Regions from separate parts of the Larimichthys crocea genome. Here region 2 is linked to region 1. Evidence: chromatin contacts called from public Hi-C data. All regions are on one chromosome and are shown on one strand. Each heading gives the region's core, a stretch centred on a gene start, on an enhancer-like site or on the middle of the called end of the contact. The rest is flanking DNA. Distances are from core to core; before and after follow the strand shown.

Region 1 (5,260 bases), core at 184-2,683:
GTTAAGATGAGACTGATACAGCTTTCATTTCTGTGAAATGGTGAATGTAACACCATCAGACAGTTTGCTTAGCTTAGCACATATACTGAAACAGGGGTTCTCATACTCGTTATAGTGACCTTTAGAAGTTGTAGTTGGTGAATTTTGTTACTTTTGCACAGAGCTAGACCAGCTATTTCCCACTATTTACAGACTGTGTATTAGGCTAAACTAACAGACTACAAGTGCTGGCTTCATAGTAACTGTAACAGACATGAGGGTGGTAATAATTTTCTTATTTAAGTCTTGGAATTAAACTGAATACGTGCATTTGATTCATTTAAAATCAGCACTGGTACAAAGGCATTTTATGATAGTATCAAAATTATTTTTAAAGTATTCAAATCCAGACTGCGAGTATAGTGAAATGCAAAAAACAAGCATTAGTTTAATTCCAAGCCAACTGAATAGGTAAAAAACAATAAAAGGAACAGTAATAATTTGCTCTTTTTTTCAGTACCTGCTGAGAGGGGGTGTATACAGGTAGGCGCACTTCATCGCAGTCTGCTGAGGTAAAGTGTCCTGATATGACGAGAGCTTCTAAAGCACCATGAATGCGGCCTAGTAGCTTGCTGACCAGGCTTGGTCTTTGAGTCAGAAGAGTATGAGTTGATGTGCTTTGGTATTCTTCTTTTTCTTCTAGATTTGAATTACATCCAGCAAATGAGAGGCCAACTATCTGTGATTCAGGCAAGACCTGTTTGAGAGCAGCAAGAAAGAGCTCACAAGTGTCCACACCCTTTGTATAAACCAGGTCGAGCAACTGTCGGGCTTTGGTGTACAGTGCCCTATCTGGTACCTGTATGTTCTGGTAATCCTCCCATATGAGCTCCCCTTGGGCCAGCAGTATGTCCAAAACTCGTTCCAGATGTTCAGTTGACCCACTGCTGCACAGCGCATGCAGGATCTCTGTCCTCTGTTTCAGCACAAACTCCTGGGCAAACATGCTGTCCACATGTTAGCATCCATATTCAGGAACATCCAGCGTGTTCTTCTGCTGTTTCCAGTATCACATCCTGGCACAGCAAACACCCACGTCATCATGTTAGCAACTACAAGTGTCATTGTTGTTCTGCAAAATTTTAGTCAGATACCAGGTGATCAGTGTTCATAGCTGTTTGTTGTTTATTCATACACAGTGGCCGTTTTCATTTAAAACAAACACACAGGATTAACCATGGGAACTTAATAACAGTAATAGCATTGTAAAATTGTCACTCACGTTAGAGTCTCCACAACAGGCTTTCCAGCTTTCTTCCTTCCATCTGTCATTTCAGCAGAGGCACTACGCTACTTTAGACTACCGCTTCCTCATTCCACAGCAGAAAGCGAAACAAGTTCTCCAAACCAAGCCTACCTTCCCTTGCCAACAAAACTGAAGCACCAACAGAACCGACATACAATACGTTTAAAAAAAAACGTTTCAAAATAAAAGACCGCTCGACTTAGACTGGGACTATAATAGAGGGGGACTTACTACTCTATCTACAGTTGGTAGGAGAAGAAGAAAATATTAAGTATTAAGTAATATTTTCTTCTTCTACTACTTTGAAACGTTTTTTTATTTCGAAATGACCGTATTAAATAAAACAGAAATAACTAATTAATTCTTGTGCGGCCCGGTACTGATTGATCCACGGACCGGTACCGGTCCGCGGCCCGGGGGTTGGGGACCACTGCTGTAGAACACTTGTGTGCACGCCTTGCAAATAAATAACTAATACACCTGTTTTGTTTTGGCTTTTTTTGGGAGGGGCAGGGGTTATCAAAATAGAACAAAAGCAACATTTCACAATGGACTGCTTGATATTCACAGGAGTTTATAGTTTTTCCACATGCTAATGACTATTGTATTTCCACATCCTCTTGCCAGTGGTTTTCAGAGTGAGGGTGCTACAGTTTATCATAAAGAGGAATTATAGTTTTTAAAAAGCAGAAGTCTGGCACTACTAAATATTAATGACTTACTTTACATATTTCCAAGAAAAGACACCAAAAATATACTGAAGAAAAAAGTTGCAGATCCAAGGTTGTTTACTGGTTGCAATTTGGTTATGCAACCACTGGATGGAACTGTTGCATAAATAAACCTGGTGTGTTTAAGAGGGAATGGGATTTTCTTACCTTTGACATATTTCTTGATTCCTCTTTTTGTCACATTTCTTTGTTCTCTTTAGTCTAATTTCCTGATTCTTTGATTCCTTTTTTTCTGTCTCAGAGGCTGACTTCATGTCATCATCCTACCTGCAGCACAACTTTTTCTATGTGCACAATGTACAGTTCAGTCAGACATCTTATATTTGGAATGTTTAATGCAGCAGCAGAATATGGTTAGACTTTAGCATCTAGACTCCGACCCCATCACTCCTGCAGATATTTATACGTAGGGATATTGAGAAGCGACAAGCTTCTTAAATATCTTAAATATCTTAAACCCCCCAAACAGCACACATTTGGAGCTGATGTGAGGATCTTCTATAATGTAGGCCAAAGCACCAGCCACCATGTGGCCATTCTCCATGAGCACCCCTACCAGAAGGGAAATAAACTATCTGCTATGAATCTGCTATGAGTGTGCCTAGCAGCAGCCACTATTTCCCATGGACACCTTAGATCACCTGCAAATACACTGACAGATATTCCAAAATGACTGAATACTGTATACCCAGCAACCTGCTGATATGCAACAATAAAATTAAGATCAAGATATCCCAGGAGATGAGCAGCGGCCCAGGGAGTTTAGTGTTTAGGTAAGCTGATAGAAAGCTGCAGTTGTAGCTGCGCCAGTTCTTAGGGAGTGAGGGAAATAGTGTTCATGGGGTAGGCCGCACCTCAGGCAGAGATCATGCAACTTTGAGGAAAATCAGGATCTTGTCATGGGTCTGTAGCCATCAGTGATGAATAATTATACAAGAATTTGATAACGGAAGAGAAAGGACAAAAAGTAGTGCTAGTTTTGGCAATGGGAATTAAGTGCCTTGGCGAGATTTTGAGTGCTTCAGGAATATTGAGTACATGCTCTTCCAAGGTTAAATCAGAGAAGGTGAGATCATTCTGAGGATTAAAAAAGCAAGATCTGGTTGTTTATTCACCATACCTGAGAAACCCATAGAAGGCCAACATTACATCAATGTATGGTGAAAAACAGCCTTGCCTCAACCTTGACACCAATTTATGCACTAGTGAAATCGTGAGAGGCAGTCTTTTATCATTGCCTGGACGTGCATTTTTAAAGCTGCTGAGGAACAGCTGAGTGAAAGAATTCCTGAGAAGGCTCTGGGATGCAGGATCTTAGCACCAAAAGTGAAACTGAATCCCTGCTATCATGGCTTTGATACTTTGTATTTGGTGATGGCAGGATTCAAACAAAAATAGAATAAATGCACTGTCTTCAGAGATATCCACTGGTTAAGGACTAAGTAGAAGCTTGGCATAGAAGGAAAAGTAGAATCATCAAGTTGAATCGTAAGCTTTAATTGTGCTTTTAGGTAAACCAAGTCTCATTTAATTGGAAGCAGTGTATAAAAGATCATGTATGGACTTGCTTAATTGACAGTCATCTTAATGAATGGAGAACATGACATGCTCGAGGCCTTAGGACACATGGTTATTAAAAAGAGACACTGAATGCTGATTTCACTTTTAAGAGAGATGACAGGATGGTTGCTCAGCAGAGGGGTGGGGTTCTGATTGCTTGGATCTTTTTGAGGGTACAAGACTGGGAGAAGCGACACACCTCTTTGCTGGAGCTTTACCTTTACCTTTGGGAGAAGCACTATGAAATGCCGGTACTCAGATAAAATTCTGAGGTATTGGCAGAGCTTTCTTGAATGTGAAGGTAATTGAAGAGCTCCTTATGATTAAGGCCAGACAGGGCAGAAATGTTCATATAGTTCTTTCAGGATGTGGTATACAGGCCATCAAGTCATTTGCAGGTGATGCAGGAGCTATGGCGCAGAGGTGGGGCGTCTGATTCATTCTCGAAGCGAACTTTGGTGGAATGAGGCTGGGTTTTTAGAGATAAAGCAATTTCTTCCCCTGAGGAGCAAGACTCCTCTCTCCAAATGGGAGATGGTGAGCGACATAGCGACCGTAGTGACCAGACAGAGCAGAGGGAGAGATGGTTAATTTTTGCAGCTTAAATAGACGTGTTTGAAAAATTATTGTGGAGTGTGAAGTATATCATGTTTATATATGCAGCACACCATGAGTTGTCTGCTTAAACTAGCTCACAGGTGTGGCTCCATTTAATTTTCTGCGGAAATCCTTTGAGTGGTTCTTAAAGGATTTGTTCAAAATAAACATACACTGTGATAATCTTACTATGGTAATAATTCTACTGTGTTACAATATTAATAATATTGTAGCCAGTAGGAACCCGCAGCCTAGACAGCGTGCTGTGTATCTGATGTGAAACTTCATAAAGCGCATATAAAACACAACCCTGGAAACGGCTCATATTGTGATTGCTTCATACTACCCTTGCATTCTTTGATGTCAAGATTTTTTTGCAAGAATTACTTTTTGGACAGATCATTCATCATTATTGTCATAGTTCCCTCCCGAGTACCATGATTAGTTTACTGTGTTTCTTCACTGTGCCCTGTAGGGGAAAAACCTCAAACACACAAAGGTATGAGTAATCAAAGACAGACTGGAATAAAACTTTCTAAAGTGAGTTTCTTCTTGTCTTAGAAACAGGCAACTCTACCAAGGGGAGTGAAATGCAGAGCACTCTCTGTCAGGCATCCTACATGAAACTCTAACGTAGAGTTCTGTCATCCAAATCACAGTAGGGGGTCCAGACAAGTTTGGATGGATAAGAAAGAAGGTAACATTGTCAATAGAAGATACAAAAAAAAAATACAGATATAATCCCAGAAGACATCTCTGAGCATTTCTGTCCTCTGTTGCAACAGAATTCTTAAAACCTTGTGTCAAAGTAAGGAAAATATGTGGCTCCAGCTTCATCCATTTGGACTATATAATCTCCTTCATTATTAATGAAGAGATCTTTGGACCTGTTAAGCATAGACTAGCCAAGAGACACAAGCTGTTTCTGCATATGTGGCCAAAGGCTGTAACTTATTAACTTTGGATCACTAACAAATAAGCAATGGATAAAATCTTAAATTATTTTCCACTGCTAATGAATGTCTGGATAGTCTGTCATCCTGCTATAAATCTCGCTATCTAGGAATTAAGAAAATTAGATTGGATT
Region 2 (5,458 bases), core at 97-2,596, 170 kb after region 1:
CCTTCAAGATAGCCATAACACTATGGTTCACAACAGCCACTGTGATGTACTGACAAAAACCCACCACTTCAAAACCTTTTCTTCAGTATAAAGTAGTTCCAATGAAAAATGTTGACAGTGAGGTCTTTAGATTATCCAGTCCAATCCCACGGCACAACACCACATGCACACAAAGTCAGAACTTCACTTGCTTAAACATTAAAGCCATCTGTGACGCAAAGACTGAAGGAAAGACCAGCGTTAGGACCACATATGAATTAGCTTCAACACCAGTTAAGTACAAGCTGCAGTTAAAACCGGAACATTTATAGACCTTTGGTATTTCAATTGCTCAAAATATCTTGTTTTATGTGGCAGTTTTTACAAAGAGACTAAAAAAAAAAAAAAAAGGTCACTCTGAAATGAAAGGGTACAAACAGAGGCGCCAGTCCTGTTGAACCCATGAGCATTATGTTCTCGGAAGAGATAGGAAGAGATAAACTCTTTCAAGTCAGTATCTTAGCAGCAGCACTTTTGCATACTTAACACAAAAAAAAATCATTTCCTGCCCTGTAAACATTTTGGGGTCAGGCTTAGTTTGAAGAACACCAAGTCACAGATACAAGACAACACATATGACTGAAAAAAGAAGAGTGGAGAAATGGAAATGTGCATGAAACTCTGCAGAAGACACACCAGCATAGTGTCACATACACTGTGCAGGTTCACAGATAGTATCTAGATTTTAATGAGAGTGATATGAATCCATTAAAGACATTTGACTACCATATTACCGAACAAACACCCTCATCGGATTTACAGAGAAGTGTCGAAGTGAAACACCGGCAGCTAAATTCAAAGTGAGCCACAGCAGGTAGCCTCGTTGTTAACTGGTAACCCGAAATGCACCAAACTCAACATCAGACTGTGGGTGACATGAGCAGACAGGTGAAAAAACACCGAAAGAAACTGAAAACTGGTAAGAAAACACACATTTGGTGAAACATCACCTTCCACCCAAATGTAAAAGCTCTGACAACTTTTTGGACAGAGAAATCCGTCTTTGTTTTTAAAATGAGGAAACAATTAACCTCTCCTTGAGACGAGAACAAAAGCTTCCAGGTTGTAAAGTTTCACCTGGGGTATATATTGTATAATTAAACAAAGTTTCACTGTCTTACCTGACAGGTTTTTAATAACGTCTCGTGGACATAAATGTACACAGATGACTTATGGATGCGGTGTTGGGAGCGCGTGCTGTGGTCCCCCGTGCAGCCTCTCCAACTGTCAGTCCGCGCGCTGCTCGGAGCTCAGACGCCCCTCCTCCATCTCTGTCAGGCACCACTCACGCGCGCGTTTACCACCACACTCACGCGCATTTTTTTCCCCCCCCCCCCCCGCTTTTTTTTTTTTTTTTTTTTTTTTTTGACACACGCACACCACACTTGTGCGTGTTAAATTAAGTCACGGTGTGGGGGGACTTTACCCGTGAAGCTATTGACCCTATGACACAGAGTGGAAAAGGTGTCTACCACTGCATGCACTGCATATCTTACACACTGCCTTTAAACAACCGCAGCTGTAGTGCTGAGAAATGACGGCTCGAGTTGCAGTCTGGACTTCAATGTGTCAGAAGACAGAAGATGAAACTTTCACAGCAGTGAGCGTTATATCCTGTATCCGCGGTAGCCATTGCAGAGTAATGGTATATAATGTATTATTGCTGGCTCCTTTCACTGTGGGTGAATGTTGTATATACAGACTTGGAGCGATGGCTCCATCTACAGGCTAGTTGTTGCAATGACAGAGGGGCATTGACATCATGAAGTGAGATAGAGATAGTTCAAATAAAAATAAAATCAAAATCATCTCCCTTTCATAATGTGAGTAGACAAGCCACATATTAACTTGCACCACACCTCCCCGCGGTTTATCCTATTTCAAAATGTAAGACTCATTTATATGACCTCTAATGTTCATGGATCCACCTGAATAAGCTCAGTTTCAGTGACATTTCAGGCTGCCTGTGGAGGGGTTTGTCCGATCTGACCATGATTGCTGCAGGTCTCTGCGTATTTTGGCACACACTTTAAGATTTGCAGCAAACTCTGGATTTAGACACGGAGGGATCAGTGACAAGGTCCTTTTTAGGGTTTTAATGGCTACAATGTTGGCCGTTTTCTCCCCGACTGCTGTTAACATGTCACTGTTTTAAGAACTGGCCACGTGGGTTTTCACAGGGTACTCCTGTTTCCCCCATTTATGGATGGATGGATGGATGGATGGATGGATAGATAGTGTTATTAAGATATTCATAAGCACTCTCATCTTCTGTGAAGACCATAGGCTTTGTGTTCAAGGCACTCCTCATTTGCTGCTGGTAGAAGACAGAGCTTGTATTACCCAAGTCTGTCAAATTGAACAGAAGTTGCCGAAAAAGAGCAGCAAAAAATGTACTGGGACAGTTCAGTCGCTGTTACTGCGTCTACCTCAGAGCAAAGTACTACTTGTTTATACATGTCCCACAGGTATGAATCAGAGTGATCTATCTTTAGTAGTTCAGTAGTGGATTCACTTACTTTTACAGTTGGTATGAAGTTCATTGTATTCACCAAAGTCAGCCTGTGGAGCAAATTTCATTAATTCTAGATGTTCTGATGAGACACTTGGCATTTATGGTTCTTAAAGGGAGTTTAAAATTAAGATTAAGTTGGAATTGACTGCCCCGTGATCGCATGGACTATCAACTACCTCCCTAAAAGAACATAGTATTATCATCACTGCGTGTCTGATGCAGCACAGGGGACCCACAGGGTACGATGATCACTCTTCTTTTCATTCAAACTGTACACATCAAACCTCAGACAACAATCACCTCTCCCAAGTTCTCAGCAATGGTTGGATGTGTATCAGAAGGAAATGAGCAGGAGCACAGACTTTGTCAACTCTTGTAATCTCAACCACCTTGACATCAACACCAGCCAGATGAAGGAGGAAGACACCTCAGGCCACCAGGGATTGGATATCGAGATGGTAGGAACGTACAAATACCTGTGTGTTCACCTAAACAATGAATTGGACTAGTTGGAGAACAATTAAGTCGTCTTCACTTGCTGAGGAGACTGAGGTCCTTTGATGGATCAATAATGATCCCATAATGAGCATTAAAGACAATCTTATTTGAGCTTCTCCACCAGTCGTGGTCGGTCCACATAAAAAGTGCACCAGTGAATCCAATTGCTGAGTGAGAAATGACACCTTGAGGTTCCAGAGGTTTAATTGTACTGATTTTATTGCATGAATTGTAATAGCTGCAGAGAAACATTTCAGGTGAGTACAGTTGGGTTTGAAGCCTTCCTGCAGTGAAGAGAGATGGTCAGTGGACATTCAGATGGCACAACTTTATTCACCTTTCTCCTTCAGTCTACCACAAGACCAGCGCTTATATACTGCATTCAAGCCACAACTGTAGTACTGTTGAATTTTTTTTTTTTTTTGGGGGGGGGGGCACCACAAAAAAATAAGCTCAAGTTATAGGGTGGATTTACCAAATGTGCTTCACTGTGTTAACACAGAAGATCAAACTTGCTCAGCAGTGAGCATGACATCCTATAGCTGCAGTAGTCATTGTAGAGTAATGATAATAGTGTAAGGTGGTTGTTATTGCTGGCTCCTTATTTGTTCCACTGTGGGTGAATGTTGCTCCATTTGGAGAGAGACACAATAAGGGGCTTGTGGTGTGCTTTGGTGTGCTACTCCCTCCAGCAAGCACTCAGCTCAACAGGTTTTCTATGTGCAGCTGCTCATTTGGTTGAAATATCAGGATATTATGGGTCAAACACACAAATAACACAGAGATAAACCCTCCAAATGCAGTATACAAGCCCAAACTCTGTGGATTCAGACTTGGAGTGATGACTCCATCTACAGGTTAGTTGTTGCAATGACAGAGGGGGGATTGACATATTGAAGAGTGTGTTGCTATGATAGTTTATAAAATAAAATAAAAATCATCTCCCTTTTAAAGTAAGTAGACCAGCCACATATTAAAACAAAATTCTCACCGAGAACTTGCAAAACGGTCTCTCAAACTTTCCAAAGTAACTTGGTCACTCAACTGAAAAAAAAAACAAAACAAAACAAAAAAAACAATGAAATAATAAACGTGGTATTTTGCTCTGAATATATGTTTCCCACCCCACCTCCCCACAACTTATCCTATTTCAAATATAGGACTCAAATATATGGGCTCTACTGTTAATAATACATTTATCCATACTATATTCATATAATTATTAAAAATAAATACATTTAACAAATACAAATGATTTTGTTGTGGGTAGATTACCAAAGGAACAGATTATCACCCACAGTTGTATTGTTAACACATTTTTTTTTTTCTTCAAGTGTAGGATTTCTCAATAAAACAATTTATCACCCCTTATTAATTTAAACCTGTAGTCTTAAAGCCTCTACACTGGTGTGGCTGTGCTATTGAGCTGGGTGAGAGAGCAGGCTCCATCCAGCCATTTATAGGGCTGTATGTGAGCAGTGGCTCACTAAAGGCTAAATGTTAACACTGTAGCACACTCACAGAGAGCAACCAGGAGTAAAAGTAGATGCTGATGATTTATGTTGGCAATGGGACCCAAACCAGCTCTCGGCTTTGGCCAAAAAGCTGTGGGCACAAGATGTGCATGTTTACATGTCTTCAATCGGTATATCTTGTAAAAAGGTAATATGAAACATTTTCATTTTACTTGTATTTTTTTTTTTTTTTTTACCTTTTTTTGCTTATGCATTTTTTTTTGTACAAATCTTTGTATAACCTGTTTTAGACATAACAAAACAGATTAAACCAACAGAAAAATCAACCAACGAAAAAATGTCATGCATAAGTTTTGTCCCACTCTTACTGATTGCATTTGTAAGTTACCGTCTTAAAAAAATCTGTGTACACGTTCGTTGTTCAACGTAACATTTTTCTTTTTGTACATTTTAAGCCATTTGCTTTTTTTTTCTTGTTTTTTTTTTTTGGGGGGGGGGATAAAATGTTTTTATCCTATTTTCCAGCCAGCAGTTCCAGGTATTGCTCCACAGTAGATTCCAGACACCTGACCTGTCTATTCCTGTACAGCAGGAGGTGCAAGAGGCATGTTGTGTAGGTGCTGGCTGTGGGTTAGGAAAACGCTCCGTAAAAGAAGCTGTTGGGAAGCAAATGAGCATTTATCCTTTGTGATTTCAGTTCAGGTCCAAGAAATTAAAACCCATGTCCTATAACGATTCTTTTTTTTTTTTTTCTTTTCTTCTTTTTCTTTCCTGCTAGAAATCTTTGCTTGTCACCCCGAAAAGCTTGACAGAAAGACAGATACTGTAGATGTTTTTAATACTTCTAACAACCTCCCGAGGCTGGAGTCTGGCAGCAGAAGTGGGACAGGACAGTCAGTCAGTTGCAGACAAGGACTGGGATGGAGATGAG

What was found. Hi-C and Micro-C count contacts between places; a contact is called where the count stands out from the background.
Region 2: a contact with region 1 is called in a Hi-C map of muscle, with 3 times the contacts expected there. The contact joins the promoter of adcy7 here to the promoter of nod2 in region 1. A contact is called at or near these places in 2 of 7 Hi-C or Micro-C datasets (both in muscle).

Annotation. Positions count from the first base shown.
Region 1 is chrVIII:22,705,056-22,710,315 of L_crocea_2.0, forward strand. nod2 (nucleotide-binding oligomerization domain containing 2) reads right to left here and starts at 1,434. Exons shown (of 10, transcript XM_010729143.3): 1 at 1,262-1,434; 2 at 839-1,111. The coding sequence starts at 985.
Region 2 is chrVIII:22,873,873-22,879,330 of L_crocea_2.0, forward strand. adcy7 (adenylate cyclase 7) reads right to left here and starts at 1,347. Exons shown (of 28, transcript XM_019274315.2): 1 at 1,161-1,347. It overlaps tent4b (terminal nucleotidyltransferase 4B), which reads right to left. Exons shown (of 12, transcript XM_010757293.3): 12 at 3,477-5,458.